Linked DNA regions of Oryctolagus cuniculus: region 1 is linked to region 2. A link is a contact called in public Micro-C data. All regions are on one chromosome and are shown on one strand. The core of a region is the stretch at or near the end of the contact, and the rest is flanking DNA. Distances in the headings are between cores, read along the strand shown. Region 1 overlaps TMEM131 (transmembrane protein 131). Region 2 holds the start of TMEM131 (transmembrane protein 131).

The links. A called contact is a pair of places that touch in the nucleus more often than the background predicts.
Region 1: a Micro-C map of ear pinna shows a contact between it and region 2, with 2.8 times the contacts expected there. The contact joins the enhancer-like site here to the promoter of TMEM131 in region 2. A contact is called at or near these places in 5 of 6 Hi-C or Micro-C datasets (ear pinna, embryonic fibroblasts, psoas muscle and 2 more).

Annotation. Positions count from the first base shown.
Region 1 is chr2:110,528,233-110,532,744 of mOryCun1.1, reverse strand. The region is part of intron 4 of TMEM131 (transmembrane protein 131); the gene reads right to left. Among named protein-coding and RNA genes, the nearest start is that of TMEM131, 85 kb to the right of the region's middle. Within about 2 kb of position 3,039, at least 3 of the 8 cell types and tissues checked have an H3K27ac peak or open chromatin away from gene starts, as enhancers often do.
Region 2 is chr2:110,443,293-110,448,191 of mOryCun1.1, reverse strand. TMEM131 (transmembrane protein 131) reads right to left here and starts at 2,353. Exons shown (of 41, transcript XM_017339810.3): 1 at 1,903-2,353. The coding sequence starts at 2,086. LOC138848554 (a long non-coding RNA gene) reads left to right here and starts at 2,691. Exons shown (of 2, transcript XR_011386478.1): 1 at 2,691-2,873; 2 at 4,792-4,899.

The DNA.
Region 1 (4,512 bases), core at 1,790-4,289, 84 kb before region 2:
AATCTAAACAAGTAACTGTTTTCATCAATGCAAACAACCTTCCACTTAAGTCAGGCTGGTTCCAGGTGAAGACTCCCACGCCTTTGCCAACTGTTTGCCCTGTTTTCTCCCAATCCTCTACACCAATCCAAATTCTCTTTTTCTAATTCAAACATAACTTTTTTTTCTTTTTTTTTTTTTGTAAGTCTCAAATCATTAGGTCTTTCATTGCATTATTAAAATACTCAGGTTCTTGTTTCTGTTGCTTAACAATTTTTAGATCTTACTCATCAGCTTGATCAGACATAGATACCACCCAAAAATTTTCTGGTTCCTTGTTTTTAACTGTTGTTGCCTGCTGGATCAAAGCAGCTGAATTTGAAACAAGTTCAACAGTCCTCAAGGACTATTTCACCTTTCCAGGTTTGAGATAGCAAACAAGCAACACCCATCTTCATACAAACCCTTTGGATATAATTTTCATCCAAGAAATGTTGGATTTCAACAAGAGATCCATTTTCCTGAATAACGGGAAGTGAGCATCCACAGACCTCATCTTGTAATAGAAGTCCCGTGTAACCCCCCTTAATCATATTCTGTACATGACTGCAGAGTGAAAACAGCTGCCAGTTCCTTCCTATTTCCCCACCATTTGTTAACCCAGCCTCTTTTTTTCCCTTCCAAGGAGGCCGAGTTCTACACTGATGTGACTAAAGTCCCTCCACAGGGTTCCTCTGGGCCCCTTCACAATAACTGTCTGCCTCTTCAGACCGAGGCTAACATTTTCTGGAATGTCAACAGTCTGATTCTTTTTTCTTTTCTTTTTTTTATTTGACAGGTAGAGTTATAGACAGAGTGAGAGAGTGAGAGAGTGAGAGAGTGAGAGAGTGAGAGAGAGAGGGAAAGGTCTTCCTTCTGTTGGTTCACTCCCCAAATGGCCGCTACGGCCAGCACTGTGCCAATCCGAAGCCAGGAGCCAGGTGCTTCCTCCTGGTATCCCATGCAGGTGCAGGAGCCCAAGCACCTGGGCCATCCTCCACAGAGTGCAGGACTTTAAGAGGAGCAACCAGGACTAGAACCCGGCACCCATAAGGGATGCCGGTGCTGCAAGTGGAGGATTAACCAAGTGAGCCACGGCACCTGCCCAACAGTCTGATTTCTGAGAACAGTCTTCATCCTCGCAGAAGATGGGGCAAAGAGAGAACGTCTCCCACATAACTTTTTCTTAAGGTCCTCTCTTCATGCAGCCATTCGGGTCCATGTTTTTTGAAATTGTATATGTTTTGTAATTCAAGTTCAAGGTTTGTGCATAGACTTCAAATTCTAGGCAGTTGAGGGGCCGGTGCTGTAACGTAGTAGGCTAAGGCTTTGCCTACAGTACCAGCATCCGTTATGGGCGCTGGTGTCCTGGCTGCATCTCTTCTGATCCAGCTCTCTGCTGTGGCCTGGGTAAGCACTGGAAGATGGCCCAAGTCCTTGGGCCCCTTCACCCACGTGGGAGACCCAAAGAAGCTCCTGGCTTCTGGCTTTGGATTGGTCCAACTCTAGCTGTTGTGGCCACTTGGAGAGTGAACCAGCAGATGGAAGACCTTTTTCTCTCTAACTATGCCTCTCAAATAAACAAAATCTTAAAAAAAAAAAAATTCTAAGCAGTTGAAAATGCAGAGTTCAAGTGTCCACCAAACTTTTGTCTTTTAAGAAGTTTTATGCCCCTATCTTTTCTTCAATTCAGTCACTTGGGAAGGCTGAGAAAATAGTGAACAGCTGATGATTCTCGTAGTTTAAGAAAATGAATCAAGGCTTTACACGCTGGCTCTTCTGCTTTCCTCTTCCACCTCTGCCCCCGCCCCCCACCAACAATGCTGGAAAAAGTCAGAGTCAGAGGGAGCTACTGACTCAGGGAGTAACTAAAAAATGGTGAGAAACCCATTGGGGAAATGAAGACTGCGCTGAGCTGGTGGGTTTGGGGAAGTGAGGGGTGAAAGGCAGCTTGAGCTGACAAAGAGGGACTGAGGTAGAGGAAGGCTTCCCAATTCTATTCTTCTCCACTTCCTTCCATGTTCGCCTCGAGACCGCCAGAGCCTGCGCTTTCAGCCAAGAACAGCAGAAAAACCTGCAGGGTACGGAGCCGAGGGCCATCTGCTCTGAGGCGTGCTCTCCTCCAGCTGCTCCCTCTGGCCCTCCAAAGTCCTGGGTCAGTGCGCTGCTGAGGGAGACACCACTGTCCAACAGCGCCTCACTCCGTGGCATACAGCCCAGCTACCGTGAGAGTCACAATCATTCTGTGGTTTGACAGACAGATGGGGGGGGGGGGGTGAAAAAGGTGAAACCAGGTTTAGGTGCTGAGACAGCAACAGAGGCAGACCCCAAGCAGGTTTGAGAGGACACACTTGGGGCCAAGGAACAGGAAGCTGAGTGTCTTCAGAACTCCTCAAACAACAAGTACCCAACCTACGAATCCTTGTTGCCTCTGGTGGAGACTCTCTCTGGAGCTAGAGTCCTTAACCACCAGGCTCAGTGATCCCAGGTGGGAACACAGGACCCTGACACAACTGCTGTGTGACACAACACACTTACGTTGGTGTAAGTCCAGCCAGGGCCTCAAACTGTGGCCACAACGCTACAGGGAGAAGCTGTGTAAATTTAATGTAGAAGATAAAGTTTTCTTCCTTAAGCTTTATAGACATATGGGTAGAACAGCAGTACACAGAAATGAAAACATCCTCACTAATTATGTGCTCTCTTAAAAAATGTTCTTTTACAGTTCAAAGAGATTGTAGGCTAACTGGCAATCAGTCATTTTCCTGTGAATTCATTCTTGATGTTTTGCCTACTTGATCTTAGCGCAATCGATCTCAGCTCAGATGAAAAAGGCAGGCCTGGAGATGGTCAAATGTTTCCTTTGGGGTAAGGAGAAAAGCAGGAAGATTGTAAGAGCCGGGATTGTCAGGTCTGACTTGCAAAGCTGCTGAGGCTGGCCTTGCTGTTTCTTCTGGAGATCAAAGAGCAAAGGTCTTGGGCCACCCCTTCTAGAGCAAGGGTCATCCACTGTGCTGTTCAAAGACAGCTGGCGTAATGTGGACAGAGGGAAGGTGTCTGCGGGCTGGGTGTGTCTGCTCAGAGTAGGCATCCTCTAGCTCAGGGCAGTCCACACCCCTGGAAGCTCACAGTCCCATTAAAAACAGCACGCCCTGGCCCCTCCTCCCCTCCCCTGGTGACAGGAGCACAGAACATGGAAAGCATGTGTCTGCTTATAAACACACAGTGTATTCATTCGGGTTGCTGGCAAAATTCAGACTGCTCTCAGTCTCTTGCCATTTCCAAAGCCAGCACAAAGAAACTTCCTTGCATGAAATACTTATTGCGCTTCAAAGCTCCAGCATTTCTGTTTTGACTGCTATTGCCAGACTCAAAAGATTCGCGGGTTAGATCTGGTCCACCCAGATAATCTCCCTATCTGAAAGGTCACCTATATTGGGACCTTAATTTCAAGTTCAAAATCCTTTTCAGCAACATCTAGATTAGATTAAGTGAGAGATGTGTGTAGGCGCAGTGGAGGCCAGGAATTATTCCTATCATAAGTAGTCCGTGTGACTGTTTGGCTGGACAGGTAAAATTTAAAAATAAAACAAAGATTTCTAAATGCCAGCCAGTGCTGGTTGCTGGTCCTGTTTGTTTCCATTATCGGCTGCTCCAAAGACAGAAGGAGGGCCAAAGGGGACAGTGTGAAGTATTTTTAGATAAAGCAAGTTGAAGCAAGGGAACAGCTGTTCTCTGCTGCTGCAGCAGAACTACTGACTGCCCATATTTTAGAGCAGTCTGAGGCCCACAAGAATTAGGAAGAAGCAGCTATGAACTAGAGACCAGCTTGGAAAGCAAACTGCAATTCTGCGGTCAATGGCAAGTTTCCTATCTCACAGAAAGATGACACTGCAATGCTGGGAAACAGCTGAAGAGATGGCTTAGCAACTGCCCTGAGACAAACCTTATGAATGACAGTGACACAGCACTCTGTTAAACTCAGCTTTTGGCAGGAAGCTGGGCCAAATCAATAGGCAGTACTTTGTACCACTCAAATACCACAAAATCCTACCATCCCCTCAAACACATTTTAGACCACAGGCTGAGCTGAGGTGTTGGTGGAAAAACTGCTCGCAGAATAGAAACGGAAAAGCTAAGTGGCCTCCTTTTAAAAAAGGAGGGCCTACCTAATTTTCTCTGAATACCAAAATGCCATTAGGGAGAAATGCCTTCATAAACTGAATTTACTCTGAGAATAAAGACTTCCACTTTTAGTGACAGTCCATTTTCTAAGTCAGTAAGTAGCCATTTTACACTTTAAATATGAAACTAAGATTTTATACACTTAGTAATTATACAAATGAAAGAATTCAGTAAACCAACTTTCCACCCAAAGCATCTTTTATAGTCTGCAATATATGTTTGAAAAAAGTTGTCATGGAGACTGAAAAGCAATTAACTGCATTGCATGGGCATAAATCAGTGAGGGTGGCGAGAGGGAGGGAGGGGAGG
Region 2 (4,899 bases), core at 1,104-3,603:
CAGCACGCAAGCTGAAGCACAGGCCACTCCTGGAGATTCCTTCAGGAGTTCTGATTGGAACCAGATCTGTCTCTGACGGGCAGAGGCCTGGGTTCTGTACTGGTGTCATCACCATCCATATCTTGAATCATGACTTGGTGCATACACAACGTTCATGCAGATACAGCACGGGCCACAAAGGTTCTGCGATTCGGCCGGGACCACGGGCTGATTCAACCACTTCTTTTCAAACTGAACACCCTGGCAGCTCTTCTCGCCAAGCCCTTCCACATTCATGGGCATGAGAGCACTAAAACTTATAAACCAAGCACACGGGAAATTAGTAAATACCTTCCAGGCTGACAGTTCTTAAACATGAGGTCTGTTTACTTAACTGTACCCAGAGAATTATCATATAAGATGGCTGTTGGAAAAATAAGCAGCAGTAAGATAGCACAAACTGAATATTTTACTAGACTCAATCATTATCATTTCCCTGTGCTAATGGCCCAGGAAGTCATTCACTCAGACAATGGTTAAGTGCCTACTGTGTGTCTGGCACAGTGCGAGGCAAGCAAAGGAACAGAACAGCAAGGACACAATACCTGCCGAGGCCTACCTGAAGCTCAAAGAAACAAGCCCATTACATTCTCTGCATTATTTGGGACTTACTGGACACCCACCACTAGCCAAAACACTGCGTGCCATGGCCACACAGAGAACATTCAACCAACTGCAGATCCACAACCAACTATGAACCACACATGCCCAGAAAAGCGGCAAGGTTTTATTCTGAAAATGACTTTCTGTCAATCAGTCCTTTCTATAGCAATGGCAATTCTGTGAATAATTTCCACCTGCGGTAACCCAGACTCAGGTGAGTGCGCCTTAAAAAAGACACTGCAATGCTTTGAACAAAAACAAAAAAAGGAAAGAAACTGAAGCATGTTTACATTTTAACATGAACCTGGTTTGCATTTAGTAACAATGAAAAGTGACTTTCCCTATGAAATCAAGCATCAACTCTAACTTGGCAGGAAATTATAGAGGTAATTTACCAACAAGTTCTGCCTTTTTTTTTTTTTTAAAAGACTCTTCACTTTCAGTGAATTCTTCGGGAAGGCTCTCAGACCACTCACATTTCTCCCCACGAAATCACACAGATTTGGTCTTCAATATTACTAAATAATTTCTGACCCTGTCAAGATACTAGATACTACAGTTTTAAAAACACTGCCAGCTCTGAACTTTAAGTAACATACAAAGCTTTGCAAGCTAGCAACTTGATATCTGTTCTCAAAATCTTTCACATCAAAGTTAAAGGCGCTGAACTACAGACCTTCAAATAAATAAGAAACGGAAACACGTTTGCATAGTGTACGAGAAAGTTGAATGGGATTGCAGTGGGAGCTAACGAATCATCCCCTAAACAATCATCAATACTACAAAGCGATCGGGAGGAAGCCAAGGAAACAGAATTCCCCTCCAAGAAACGCTTGAGCAAATTCAAAGTAAAATTTCAAAAGCTGTGTTTGGAGCCTTCCCACGGGTCTCGGCTATTCTTACAACGACATTTTAAAGGGAGAGCTAGCTGCACGCCGTTATGAAAACGGCCCCTAACAAAAGAGAAGGGTCCCAAAATCTACCTATCAGCACCAAACGTGCCCCTCCTGCAGAGCGAGCCGACTCGGGAAGTTTTGAAACGGCACTGACAGGACACCGGGGAAGAGACGAGACGGAATCCCGGGGCGCCCGCGCGGCGGAGACCGCCAGTCGGCACCCCACGCGCGAGATCTCGGCTCCGCACCGGGCTCGACCCAGCAACTTCCCGCCGCAGCCCCGCGGCGGCGGCGGCCTCCGCCACGACGCGGTGACAGCCCGGCCGCGCCGCGGGGCCCGGGATGCCGGCCGCCCGACACCCACCTTCCTTCTCGGCCCGCGCCGCCGCCACGACCAGGCTCATCACCAGGTGCAGCGCTCCCAAGAAGCCGGCGGCCGCGCTCCGAGGACTCCCGCTGCGGCCGGCCGCGGGCTCCAGCCCGGCCCCGGCGGACGCGGAGGCGGCGGCGGCGGCTCCTGCTGCTCCTTCTCCCGCCCGCTTCCCCATCCCTGCCGGCCCGGGGCCGCCGCGCTCGACGTCCGGCGCGGCCCTTCTCGGCGAGGCTGCGGCGCGGGAGCCGTGGTCCGGGTTCTAGCTGCGGTGCCGGAGGCGAGAGCTGTTCCGGGGCCCAGGGCTCGGGCTCCTAGCGTGGGACCAGGTCCGTGCGTGCGTGTGAGCGAGAGTGTCAGTCACGGCCGCGGCCTCAGCATCGCCTACGAGAAGCCGGAGCAGAGAGGCCGCGGGTCAAGCACGGCGGGCGGCCATACTGGAAACGGGCACGGGCCGCGGGGCCTCGGGCGCTGGCCTGCGAGGGGCGGGGACGCGGCGGGGCACCGCCCCCGCCGTGCCGACACCTGGGCGGCCCGCCGGTCAGTCTGCCCGCCCTGGCGTTCGCAGGCCTCGGCTCCTCGCCGTGCTCGTGGGGGCCCGCGGCTTCACTGACCAGCCGGGACCGATACAGCAAACCCCAGCGCGCCACCGCTGCCCCGATGGAGGGGAGGAGGGAGGCCGGCTCGACCCGGCTGCCAGGACTTATGATGGCCGCTCGCGCTTCCCGGAGGCAGTGACGGCGATCACGTGGGGACGGGGCAGCCACGCCGCGCAGCCGCTGTGGTGGAGGGCGGGCGGGGCGCGCCGGGAGGGGACAGCCCTCATTCTATACTGCAATGCAAGAGCCTTCCCCAAATCTGAATGGTCATCCAGACGCGGAAAATCCTTTCCGGTGGCTCCAGGTCGCTCCCGGCCTCGCGGCTGCTTTGGTGTCGAGAATACCCCGGGGCTGCTTCAGCTCCTGGTGTGTGTGTGTGTGTAGGGGGGTGTTTCGAGAACCGGGCGCGTTCTGTTCATCTGTGTGTCCCCTTGAAATGTTGTGCCCGGCGGATCTTGAGGGACCCCTCGTGCCTTTGGCGGCGGCTGCTCACGCCTCATTGATGCCCCTTGTAGCTCAGGTGTTGCGAGTCTAATTTAACCTTTGTGAGGGGGTCCCTCTTCCCTCATCTTAGTAACTTCCCCCAATTCCATGGCCAAGTCGTTTTACTTGACTCGGGACTGTTTGTTGAGGGAGCCGGTATATTTTTTAAGACCAGTCCTGTCCATAATGCACCTTCAAAACAAACTAGAGGAGCCGGCGCTGTGGCGTAGCGGGTAAAGCCCCGGCCTGCAGTGCCAGCATCCCAGATGGGCACCGGTTCGAATCTTGGCTGCTCCTCTTCCCATCCAGCTCTCTGCTATGGCCTGGGAAAGCAGTGGAAGATGGCCCAAGTCCTTGGGCCCCTGCACCCACGTGGGAGACCTGGAAGAAGCTCCTGGCTCTTGGTTTCAGATTGGCGCAGCTCTGGCCGTTTTGGCCATCTAGGGAGTGAACCAGTGGATGAAAGCTCTCTCTCTCTCTTTCTCTTTCTCTCTTTCTGTAACTGACTTTCAAATAAATAAATAAATCTTTTTAAAAAAAAATACATAGGAAATTACGATTTCCAAAAGGCACAGAAGAAACAACAAAGTGCTACCCCACGTGTAGTCTTTGTCAAGCAAGCACTTAAATGATACATGTGAAAATTGCCCTTACCCTAATGATTTTTAAAGGCACTTTTATTTTTCCTGAATGTTAGTGCTAAAATTGGGTCATCAGATGTTGTCCTTGATGTAAAGAAACAGGAATAAGTGTTACTTGTAAATTGACTGTTGGTATGCACCTAGGGCAAGAGATTTCGGGAAAGCATAACTTGGGGAAGAAATCAAGGCCACAGATAAGTAACTGAGTGCTTTAGCTGGGTCAAAACAGCCTCCGGGTGCTGGAGTCGGTAGCCCTGCCCCCATTGCCAGGTTCGGGGCAAACCAGTGTCTCCAACTTTGCAACGCACAGGTCGACTTACACAGGAATCAACCACATCCCTGATTAGCCTAAGGCTGAAGAACCCCATGGGAAATAACTTGCATATGTCTATAATTGGAGCTTAAGACATATGCAGACATGTTTGATCGGAGGTCAATTGCCCATGAAGCTAATGAGGCTTAAGCTGCCGGGGCCCTGGCTTGCACAAGCTCCTCCCAAGGCCCTGCATCTAATTGTGTGTTTATCTATCAAGCTTGTATGCTTGTTCTTAAAGGAGCCCTCCAAATAGTGGGTAAGCTTTTAAGATACATCCTATCGGAACCCTCCGCTATGCCTCATGGGCATTGGAAGCAAGAGGGGTAATGATGTTAGTGTCTTCCCAGGAAAGGACCATGAGATCATTGAGGGTATAGTAGTAAAACAAGAAGGCTTGCTAGGCAGCTTGGGAAGCTGGGTGTTGGAGAGCACCTGGAACTGAGCCACCATCACCGGTCTATCCCCCCTCCCTTAACCTCCATGAGCTCTGGGAAGGAGAGAGCTGAGTTAAAACTGAAGGAACTGTCACGTCAAGGACCCTTCTGCTTCTCTGATAGTGGTTAATTTCCCATCTCCCCTTTTGGAAATGAGAAAGACCCGGTCATTGAGCAGGTGGAGGCTAATTAGCTGGCAAAGTCAGAGAAAACCTGCTAAACGAGTGGTTCTCAAGGTCTCATCCCCAGACCAGCAGCAGCCTCACCTGGGAACTTGTTAGAAATGCAGATCAGCAGGCCACACCCCAGACCCATGGAATCAGAACCTCTTAAGTGGAGGTCCGGCATTCTGCGTGATGATGAAACACACTCAAGATTATAAAGACTTTTAACTTTTACATCAAATTTAGAATGCTGGAGGGACCAACGCTGTGGTGAAGCGGGTTAACGCCCTGGCCTGAAGCGCCGGCATCCATATGGGCACCAGTTCGAGACCCGGCTACTCTACTTCTGATCCA